Regions from separate parts of the Mus musculus genome. Here region 2 is linked to region 1. The links are chromatin contacts, called in public Hi-C maps. All regions are on one chromosome and are shown on one strand. The core of a region is the stretch at or near the end of the contact, and the rest is flanking DNA. Distances in the headings are between cores, read along the strand shown. Region 1 overlaps Prkar2b (protein kinase, cAMP dependent regulatory, type II beta). Region 2 has its middle 4.2 kb from the start of Gm40374.

Region 1 (5,498 bases), core at 1,640-4,139:
CCTGAAAACCTAGATGATGTACTACAAGCTATAATAAGTAAATGCTTTTGTTCCCAAGTTGATTTGGTCATAGTGTCTTATCACAGCAATAGAAACACTACCTAAGGCAGACAGTTACTGATGGCCGAGCACAGATGTATACCAGACTGCCCCTGTAGATGAATACTGCAGGGAGCCTGTGGCATTGCCTCACAGTTTCCCTTCCTTAGCAAGAGCAAGTGCCTTTCACTCTGGTGCTCTCAGTCTCTTTATCACCCTCCTTGCCTCTGAGATTGTACTGCAGTTACATTGTGCAGCTTATGCATTTGGTGTATAGGCTCTGCTTTTGGGGGGGGGGGCGACTAGGAACCATTTAATTTGGTAAGACACTTGCCTTCGCTGATGATATAAAAGGTAAAGTTTTTTTCTCAGATAAGAAGGCATTTCCACCCCATTAAGCTAAGTTTAGCAATCTTGAGTGAGACTTCTGTTGTCTAATACACCTGTGCTTTTTATGTGCACTTTATTTTAAGCTAATTATTGTTTAAATGTGTATGCAAAAATCCGAGTACATCGAGAACACAAAAAAATTAACCTTTGTGCATTGTATAGAAGACAATTATTTTTCTAGATTAAAAGGTCTCTGAATCATAAAGTCTTTGTGGAGAGGCCATATTTGCCTGTCATTCTTACAATGCATACTTATAAAGGGCATATTGTGTATACTACGCATCAGTGTTGAGCACCCAGGGACTCATGGAACTCTTTATTCTTTGACAACTAGGTGCCAGTGTGGGCTGTATTCTAATGTCAGGTTATCTGACTATATCGAATCTCACAACATAACCAGCAAAGTGAAGAGGGATCTTCCTTTTGAAAAAAAACAACAAACCTCGGAGTTGGCATAACCCTTTGTCTGCCACACTATAAATAGAGAGCATGAGAAGCCTGGAGGCCAAGTTCGATAGGATGCAAAGTTGACGCAGATCTTCTCTTGCTGTCTGTTCTGCAATCTGTGACAGTTGTCTGGCTACACCAGTGCACATACTCTGTCTGCAGGGAAGGAATATGCTTAAATTCCTAGACCATTCTCAACAACCAGGAGACTTTCCAAACACATATGTGCAGAATAACAGTGAAATTTAAATATATCTTAAGACTGTCTCTCTCTACTCTTTAGTTGCCAAAGAGTAAAGGATACGGTTTGAGCATGAGCTTCAGATGGTCTCGAAGATACAGGGCAATTGTATTTCTGGTAGAGTAGGAGGCATCACAGGTTACATGGAGACTGTCTTGACAGGCCATCCAGACCGTCTGGCATTCATTTGTTTTACACAAATATTTACCAAATCCCTTAATCTCTGTGCTTTTTGGTGAATACGATAGAAACCCCCTTTTCACTTATTCTTTGTGTCCCCACTTCTTGAACAAATAACCCAGAACAGCTTACCAGTAATCTACTCAGAATGTGTCTGAGAGTCTGAAACACCGGTATGCTACTGGAAGCTATTAGAAACAGTGTCCCATTCTCAAGGACCATGGAAGATTGTTCATTAGTAAGTCTTTCCCACATACATCGAGCCAGGCAGTGTGCCCTCTCCTTGCTAGGGAACAAGAATACCCAGCCATTCCCTATAGGGTCGTGAGACAAACACATTATACCATGTTTGAAAGAACATAGTATGTTAAGTTATGACAGTGAGTCCTCCCACATCTCTGGAGGAGCACAAAAGGTCCTTTCTGAAATGAATGCATCTAAATTAGCTCTGTGTGGGTGAAAGGTTAAGATCTGCCCGTCGCCCCAATTTGTGGGTGTGTTGGCGGGAGTTTGTTGTGGTAGAGATTAAACTCAGGGCTCCATGGGTACCATGAAGCCCTGTACCATTGTCCCATATCCACAACCCATGACTCTTGATCTGACTTTTAACTTGTGGCTGGGGAGAAGGGGTGGCTTGGAGAAAATAAGGTGAGTTCTAATGAAAGGGAACTGCAGGATGGCTCTGGAGACGGTCAGGCCCACCACAGCAACCTTTCAGAGTTGCACGTGTCATTTGGGTATAGGAGGTCAGTTCTAGTCAGTGAGACAACTGAAGCAGTGCCAAGAATCAGTCACAATACCGACAAGTACTCCAGTGAAACTGATGGTCTAACACAAACACACATTGCCTGATAAAGATACTCACATTAGAAGGGTGTTAAGTAATTAATGACAGGGACACAGTTGATAAGCTGTTTGCAAAATAACAGATTTTTTTCCACCTAAATTCCAAGTTGTTTTGGTTAGGGGATAGTGGCCAGCGGTTTGGAAACCAGAAGTTGATAAGATGCTTTCTGTGAACTGAAATTTAATATAACACTATAATGAGTCAGGGGACATAGATCACAAGTCATTGGAGAGCAGAATAAGTTAGATGCTTCGTTTCCTGTTGAGCATGCTGGTCATGTCAGCTTGTCACCTTCACAGTCCCCATGCTCACAGACACCCTCCATTTGGATTAATTTTCTCCTTTGTCATCCTCTGTGAAGTCTGAGAATTTTGATAAAAGGCCCCTGCTTTCCTTTTTGTATTGTATAATTGATAAAGTGGCCCCTCTCCCCATTTGGTTGTCACTCATGGAGACAGAAAATTGCAGAGCCTCGCCTAGAAGAGGTTTTCATCCCCTGTGGAAAGTTGTGGCCTATCCAATTAAAGTGTGTGAGCTATATTAGCTAATGATATATCCTGTGTGTGTGTGTGTGTGTGTGTGTGTGTGTGTGTGTGTGTGTGTGTGTCACAGGCACTATCCATCCAGATATTATTTGACAGATTCTCGACTTCCTGTTTCCTTATCACCAGGCAACGTCTTAGTTATGGTCTGGCTGCCTCTGTGGCTTTCCGGCAGGGAGAGAACTGACTGGTCATGCTGACTTAACACTTCATCCAGGAAGTTACTTACTAAATTGGCATTCTGGCTTTGTGTATCATTGGAGGTTTTTACATATGAGCCTGCTCTCCAGAAGCCCTGTTTCTGCTGGGTTCTGAGACACGCGCTAAAGTCCAGGCATTGTGCTGGTACATTTGCCAAAGTCCTTAGGTCATTTACTAGGATGTGTGACCCTGACCTATTTATGCCCTGGTCTTTTCATCTGTGAAATGGCTGCATTAATAACTATTGTAGGGTTATGGGATTGAGTAAGACAATACAGGTCAGGGATGGTTTTGTTTTTTGTTTTTGTTCTGATTTTTGGTTGAGTGTGGTTGGGTTACTGTATATTTAGGCCTTTAAACAGCATCCCTGACCCAAGTTTACTATATGTCTGTGACCTTCCCCACCCCACTACACTTGGATGATCAAATTGTTTCCAGGTACTAACAGATATCTTCTGTGAAGGGCAAAATGTGGCTGCACAGAGCGGTGCCTGCAGGAAGTAATGGTGGGTTTTATAATAATGATGATAAAGGCACAGAGGAGGATAGACGCCATTCATGATGCTGTCCTGAGACCCTCAGGACCATTTGTGAGCCTGTTACTATGATCATCAATCATTGTTGTCATTATTAGTTTCCTGCTTTCAGTTCCTGTATCTTAGCCAAGATAAACCATATATATAAACTTGAGTAAAATAAAAACATCTGCTCTTAAAAAATGAAAGAGCAGTATTAAATCCTTAGGTATGCAAATGAGAAAATGGTGTCCACGCTTGTGAGTGAGTAGTCCTGTGATGTTGAATGGTGGGGTTAAGTCACATTGGGGTGCTTTCTGCCTCAACACACATCACTCTATTAAGCATAGACAAACAACAATTTAAATTATTTTGAGTAGTCTAACCATAAAATAATGTTTAAAAAGTTGACTTTGTCTAGATATGGTGGTGTATGCCTTTGATCCTAGCACTTGGGAGGCAGAGGCAGGTGGATCTCTTATGTTTGAGGTCAGCCTGATCTACATAATGGGTTCTTGGATGTCAAAGCTACAGAGAGAGACATGGTCCAAAAGACAGACAGACAGACAGACAGACAGACAGATAGATAGATTTCCTCCTAAAAGGAAAAATGTATTCCCCGTAGATGACTATAAAGGAGATACACATAGCCAAAGTATTTGTAAGTTATTCCTTTTTAATAGTTTTGAAACATTTAAATCCTTTCTTTTAAATTGGCGCCCAGCTCTTTCATGTAGCCAGCAAGCCTTTTTATATTCTTTGTAGAACAATGGATGGGTACAGCCTCTTGTAGAAAAATATACAGTAAATATGCCTTAAGATTTGTCATGCCAAAAGGCTACCAGAATAACTTTTGAAGTAATGTAAAATGTCTACATATATTTATGGTTAAGAAATTTTATTGCAAAAATATTGTAATAAAAAAAAAAGCTAGTTAAATGCCCAGTATTAGGAATGGAGTTAATTATAGTGAGGTAGCATACTGTGGTCCTCAAGAACAATGTTCAGTGTTTCTGGTGACACAAACATTCTCGGTGTTGAAGGAAAAGGAAGCAGATTTTTCAGGCTGCATGTGCAGTATAAATTCAACTCCAACCAAGGCCAGGAGGAAATATTCTCAGTATTAGCACTTTGGTACTGAGAAAGTGGGTTATGAATAATTCATGAGAGTTTCTCAGAGCCTTATGATTAAATAGATCATTTCATAGCAAACTTAGATGTTTTTATTGTTCATGTTCCCTAAGGTAATTTTAGGTTACAAATATTTTTTGCCTTGGAAATAAATATTAAAAGGGTTAAGTTTTGAACAGGAATAAGCAAAAACCAATGGCTAGTATTTTCAAGTATGGCTTTATATTATGAACATTTCATATAAATTACGATACATAAACAGTTTTAGGGGGTAGACTCCTAGCCTTGTAATTAGTGGCTTTTTAAAACCATCATGGTATTCTTTATGATCATTAATTTTAAATGTCTCTTTTTGGTTGAGATTTTATATATAGTTATACCATTTCCCCGTTCTGTTTTCTCCCTCCAAACAGTCCCACGTTCTCCTCTTTGCTCACTTTCAAATTCATGGCCTCCCTTTTCATTGTTATCAACATAAATGTGTGCACATAATACGCATTCCCAAATACACACACACACACACACACACACACACACACACACACACACACAGACACAGACACACACACACAGACACACACACACACACACACACACACACACACACACACACATATACAACTTGCTCAGTCCGTTACTGGATAATGTTACTAGTGAGTATATGTTTTCGGGTCTCACCACTGGTAGTGGCTAAACAGGTGTGCTCTTCCCTGGGGAAGACTATTTCTCCCGTTTTCAGCATTCCTTAGTTGCCTGTAGTTATTTGTGGAGTTGAGGCCTCCCACTCTTCCCCCTATGTACATTAGCATGTCTGTGGGTGTCACCCTTTTCAGCTCATGCTTAGGCAGTCATGTTGGAAAGACTGTGGGTGTAACACCTGACATGGCTACACCCATCTAACCTTGTAACACAGTCTCACAGCAAACTCCCTGATCCTCTGGCTTTCACAGTCTTTTCGCCCCTCC
Region 2 (5,498 bases), core at 2,065-4,564, 140 kb before region 1:
CTAAATACAGTAGCCAGTAACCTCTTTTTATAAAATAGAAATCCAGTTTTATCTCTGTCCTTAAAACTCTTCACTGGATAATCAGAGTTTTCAGAATAAAACCCCTAAATCTTCAACATTCATGAACTAGCACCTGTTGACCCAACCTTTGCCCATTCATCGCCTCTCCTCCTACCTTATACCTTATACTAGCTAGGGCCCATTGAACTGAGTTCAGTTCTCCAAATGTGTAAATTCCCTATCTCCATACTTTGGTGTTTCTACCAATAACAGCAGTAAAACACAACCAAGATGGTTTAAGTGAAGAAGTACATTCAAAGGCATGGGAAGTGCAGAGTGGGATAAGAAAAGAAAGAAAGAAAGAAAGAAAGAAAGAAAGAAAGAAAGAAAGAAAGAGAGAGAGAGAGAGAGAGAGGGGGGGGAGGGAGGGAGGGAGGGAGGGAGGGAGGGAGGAAGAGAAGAGAAGAGAAGAGAAGAGAAGAGAAGAGAAGAGAAGAGAAGAGAAGAGAAGAGAAGAGAAGAGAAGAGAAGGTACACACAGTTCTCACAGGCCAGAAATGATGGTAAGTGACTACTGTCGAAGGCTGAAGGGGCAAAAGGAGAAAGTCCTGACAACAGAAGATCTGGTCTCCTAGACAGGAAGGCCCATCATTAGCACTTACTGTTGGGATGCAACTACTCCAGGACCAGGCTGCCCACCCCCACCCTGTATCCTCTCCATCTTGTCCAGTGTTCCTTCACAGGATCTCTCAGTCTGTTTAGTAGTGGAGTCATGTGTGTGACTTCTACATAATCAAAGTCTTTCCCTATGTTACCATCCCGATGCACACACACAGTATCTGGCACAGATGGCTGCCTAACTGATTTTTAAGATCATTTAAAATTACTTTTACATTTTGCTGTGTAGACTCTGAAGTCAATACACTCAGAGTCAATGTAAGAAAAGTGGGGTGTTTCAGGTAGCGCTTGTGGAGGTAATTTTAAATATAATTTTTAATGTTAGTTTATTTTTCTATGTATGTGTGTGAATGTGTGTGCACCACATGCAGGAGCCCATGGAGGCCAAAAAAGGGCACATTAGACACCATAGAAGTAGGGTTACCAGTGGTTATGAGGGACCACATGGCTACTGGGAACCTAACACAGGCTCCTCAGCAAGAACAGCCTGTGCTCTTAACCACTGAGCCATTTCTTCAGCCTCAGAGCTATTTATTGAGAGAAGAAAGCTACCACTGTGTTAGGTTCTGTCTGACTAGAAATCTCTCCCCCAAGAAAACCAGCTATATCCAGTTACAACGTAGACAGCAGTTTCCCTGACTTTTCACAGAAACCAGGGAGAACTCTATTACATAAGCCAGAAGGTGAGGGGTAGCATCTGCCTTCTCACTAGACAGATGAGAGTCCCAAAACAGGAAGCTGGCTGGAGGGAAGAAGATGGGGAAACAAAGCTTCACTGAGAATGACCAGGTGTCCCTTGGCCCCACAGCTGGCGTATGGAAATGGTGGTGACATGTCCCATAAGAAAAAAAGTAGGTTTGCCCTCTAAGAGTAAAGTTAAGCCAAGACATAAGACAAGGAAAGCTGCCAGCTCTGAGACCTATACAATATGACTGCAATCTAATGTCTTAAACTACACGTCTTGGGGGCCTAGGGAGATGGCTAAGTGGTGATGAGTGCTTGCTACTTTTCCAAAAGACTGAGTTCAGTTCCCATCACCCAGGTCCAGAGGGTCACAACCACCTATAACAACTCCAGCTCCAGAGGACCCAAGGCCCTCTACCGGCCTCCTCGGGCACCCACACTCACGTGGCACGCATACACATAAATACAAATGGAATAAATCTTTAGAATACATGCTTTATGAGTTTAGGTAAGGTACATCCAGCCATCGGCATCCGCTTGGCACTGGAACACAGACAAGAGTGAGCCTGTGAGATTTCAGAGAGAAGGACTTGTCAGCCCTTGGACCAAAGTGAATTCATTAAGATGTAGATTGTACTCAGAGCCAGACTCAAGGTCGATTTCAGCTCTAATTTGAACTTTTACCGTAGATTCTAACCCAATGGGGAATTTTTTTTAATGAAAAAATTTGGTATCATTGCTCAAGGACAAATGTGGAATCCATGGTCCCGTTTTTCCTCCTCTGTAAAAGGGGGGAGGAGTCAAGTCCTCACTCTCTTCCAGCCACTGTTAGGATGACCACATGCCAGAAGATTCCCTGTAGACATGGTAGTGCCTTGAAGTTGAGTGTTGTGTTGAGCAGTGAGCCCTGCCTAGCCTTGACCCCATTCCTATGGGTCAAAACATTATGAGTCTGAACATTATGAATACCTGCCCCTGGTTCTCCTTTATATCCAGAAGAAAAGAAAAGGAAAAAAAAAAAAAAGGTTACCATAACTTCTGGCTGAAATAATGAAATGAGGACAGTTTTCCAGCAGCAGGAAATTGTCAGACGACATGAGCAGGGGAAGTGTCTAGTCAGGCCAGCAGCAAACCTTGGAAAAACTGGAAACGGGGAGAGGTGGGCTCAAGCAAATATCCAGCTTAGAAGGGGAAAGGAACTCAAAATGCCAGAGACCCCTCAAAGGGAGTGGGGAGCTTTTCAACTCCTGCGACTATGAGGGTTACAGGGGAGTGGTGGGCTGTGTATCAAGGTCGGAAAAAGACAAAGCTCTTGGTCTGAGTTTGCATAAATAGGGAAGAGTCAAAGAGAAGAAAATGGCTAAGAGCCTGAATTTGGACTAAAGTAAATTCCGTCAACATGATTAAATATACACAAGGCGCAGAGAGGAAGCAGGAGCCAGCACCCAGGCTCACCATAGGAGCCAAGCCACAAAGTGCTCACACAGTGAGTCTGTCTGGGGGCTGGGTAAAGGAAAGTCAGTCCAGAGGCCTGATGTCAACTCCACAGCAGCATACAGAAGCAAACATGAAATGTGTGCCAACACCAAATGGCCCCCAAGTCATCACCCACGGGTTTAACTCTTGCTTGTGCCGGGCAAAGTCAGACCCAAATGTCTGACTTCTGTGGATCTTCTTTATAGAATGTGTTTTTGATAATACCAGTTCCTCTTACCCTGTGAGGTTCTAAGAGTCAAATATAATGCCACAAATGAGGGAAAGATCAAGTATCTGATGTTCAGCTGGACAATTATGTCCCCTTCCCTCAAGAACACGTACGTGTTCGTATTGGATGAGCGAGCGCCAGGCCTGGCCTTGGTTTTCCTCACCTCCACCCACACCCCTCCCACCCCGAGCACACAGCTTTCTTCCTTCTTTGCAGCAAGCCAAGCTGTACCCCAGCTGTGGCCTGCCCATGCTTTTCTTCCTCTCTTCCCTCAGAGCCCTGCTCAGCAACAGCCTTATAGGTTCTGGGAGCCCAGCCCACTTCCCCCTGCTGAATTGCTGGGCTCCCCGCTTCCCTATAGATTACATCACTCCCTGGAAAACCGGCCTGGTGCAGCATCCTGGAAACAATCCACCTTGCGGCAGCCCAGCACAAAGGACAGATGCACCTTCTTTCCCGTGCTCCTTAGCTAACGAGGATGGTCGGGAAGGAGGAGTCTGCGCTAGTCTAGGCCCTTCTGGAGCTTTGTGGGGCTCTCTGGAAGCTCGCAGAAGTAGGCATAATGGCATCTGGGCCATTAGGTGGCATCTCAGAGGAAACCTCATTCTGTCTTTGTTCCTTCTCCACCTACTCAGGTAGCTGCCCAAGGCGTCTACTTGCCCTTTGCCCCAGCAAACATGTCCTAAACAAGACATGCGCAATGACCACATCAGTTTACCTGCCAGTGCGATGGGGAGATCTCATAAGACCACTGGATGAAGAGCTACAGGCAATTAATGGCTTTTGAGGGAATCAGTGTTTTCCAGGGATGAGTCCCTCGATAGGCTGGCCCAAGTGGTCAGCCCCAAACACATCTGAGCAATACTAAATGAACTTACTCAGGTGCATGCATGTATACATATATAAACATATACACATATATGTAAATAATGTGTATAAAACATTACAGAAGAAAAGATCATGCTTTTGAGAGGGCATGGAAAGAAGACAATGGAGGTGCAGTGGTTTGAATAAGAATGGTCAGCATAGGCTCATATATTTACTTAGTCATCAGGGAGTGACAACTATCTGGGAGAGATAGGAATTGCAGCCTCGGAGAGTATGTAGCCTTATTGGAGGAAGTGTGTCACTAGGGGTTGGGCTTTAAGATTTCAGAAACACAAACCAGGCCCAGTGTCTCTGTCTTCCTGCTGCCTGCAGATTCAAATGTAGAACTCCCAGCTCTTTCCCCAGCACTGTGACTGCTGAATGCAGCCATGATTCCTTCCACGGTGATGATGGGCAAAACCTCTGAAACTGTAAGCCAGCCCCCGTTAAATGCTTGCCTTGAAGAGTTGCCTTGGTCATGGTTCTCCCTGCAGTAATAGAATGCTGACTAAGACAGGGGTGGGGAGTGTAAATACAGCATCATGTATGAAGTTCTCAAATTTTACAAAGAAAAAAAGAAAGAGAAAAAGAAAAAGAAAAAGAAAGAGAGAGGGAAAAAAAGAAAAAGAAAAAGAAAAGGAAGAAGAAAAAGAAAAAGAAAAAGAAAAAGAAAAAGAAAAGGAAGAAGAAAAAGAAAAAGAAAAAGAAAAAGAAAAAGAAAAAGAAAAAGAAAAAGAAAAAGAAAAAGAAAAAGAAAAAGAAAAAGAAAAAGAAAAAGAAAAAGCAGGCAGAAGTGGTGTACACCTTTAATCCCAGCACTCAGGAGACAGGAACAGGCAGATTTCTGAGTTTGAGGCCAGCCTGGTCTACAGAGTGAGTCCTGGACAGCCAGGGCTATACAGGAGAAATCCTATCTTGAAAAAAGAGGGGGCTAAGAGGGGCGCTTAAGATCATCACATGTTTTTTACTTCACCCTTTTTATGAATACATTTATTATTATTATTTAGTTATATTAATCACGTTGTTCTGATTAGAAATACAGAACCCAGCTAACTTGCCCATCAAATCCCTGGCTGATTGGAGACGGCTGTAGAACGTAAGCTCCCGCTGTAGAACCTTTATGCTTGCTGCTCAGTGTAAACGCACCCTCTCCCAGGTACCCAGAGGCAGAAGTCTTCACTGCTTACCTTCTGATGTAACCTCTGGTGGGAAATCTATTTTAAATCTCTCTCTCTCTCTCTCTCTCTCTCTCTCTCTCTCTCTCTCTCTCTCTCTCTCTCTCTCACACACACACACACACACACACACATCTCACAAGCACACACCACAAGTATCCTTTATTCTCCCCTCCCCCTTCCGTACCTCATCCTTTCTCTATAGCACTAACACTTATTATTGACATAGGATGTAATTTACCTGTGCGTGCTTCCGTGGCTCCTTTTCGCTCCCATCCTGCTAGAACATAAACTCTACCAAGTTTGTTCTATATAGACCAAGTACCCAGATCAGTGCCAGAGCCCAGGATGCCCCAGAACCCTTGGTGTGTGGAAGAATAAACTGAATA

The links. Hi-C and Micro-C count contacts between places; a contact is called where the count stands out from the background.
Region 2: a Hi-C map of bone marrow-derived macrophages shows a contact between it and region 1, with 41 read pairs. The contact joins two enhancer-like sites. A contact is called at or near these places in 2 of 15 datasets of contacts at CTCF or cohesin (the G1E-ER4 cell line and the NIH/3T3 cell line), 17 of 484 Hi-C or Micro-C datasets (B cells, the CH12 cell line, ECoMG myeloid progenitors and 12 more), 11 of 115 datasets of contacts at active chromatin or transcription factors (the 230-238 cell line, DN3 thymocytes, the HPC-7 cell line and 7 more) and 2 of 9 other capture datasets (bone marrow-derived macrophages and liver).

Annotation. Positions count from the first base shown.
Region 1 is chr12:31,994,407-31,999,904 of GRCm38.p6, reverse strand. The region is part of intron 2 of Prkar2b (protein kinase, cAMP dependent regulatory, type II beta); the gene reads left to right. Among named protein-coding and RNA genes, the nearest start is that of Hbp1, 47 kb to the right of the region's middle. Within about 2 kb of position 2,889, at least 155 of the 459 cell types and tissues checked have an H3K27ac peak or open chromatin away from gene starts, as enhancers often do. A contact at or near this core is called in the G1E-ER4 cell line, bone marrow-derived macrophages, embryonic fibroblasts and 1 more, where this site is marked.
Region 2 is chr12:32,136,382-32,141,879 of GRCm38.p6, reverse strand. No RefSeq gene overlaps it. Among named protein-coding and RNA genes, the nearest start is that of Gm40374, 4.2 kb to the left of the region's middle. Within about 2 kb of position 3,314, at least 36 of the 459 cell types and tissues checked have an H3K27ac peak or open chromatin away from gene starts, as enhancers often do. A contact at or near this core is called in the G1E-ER4 cell line, bone marrow-derived macrophages, embryonic fibroblasts and 1 more, where this site is marked.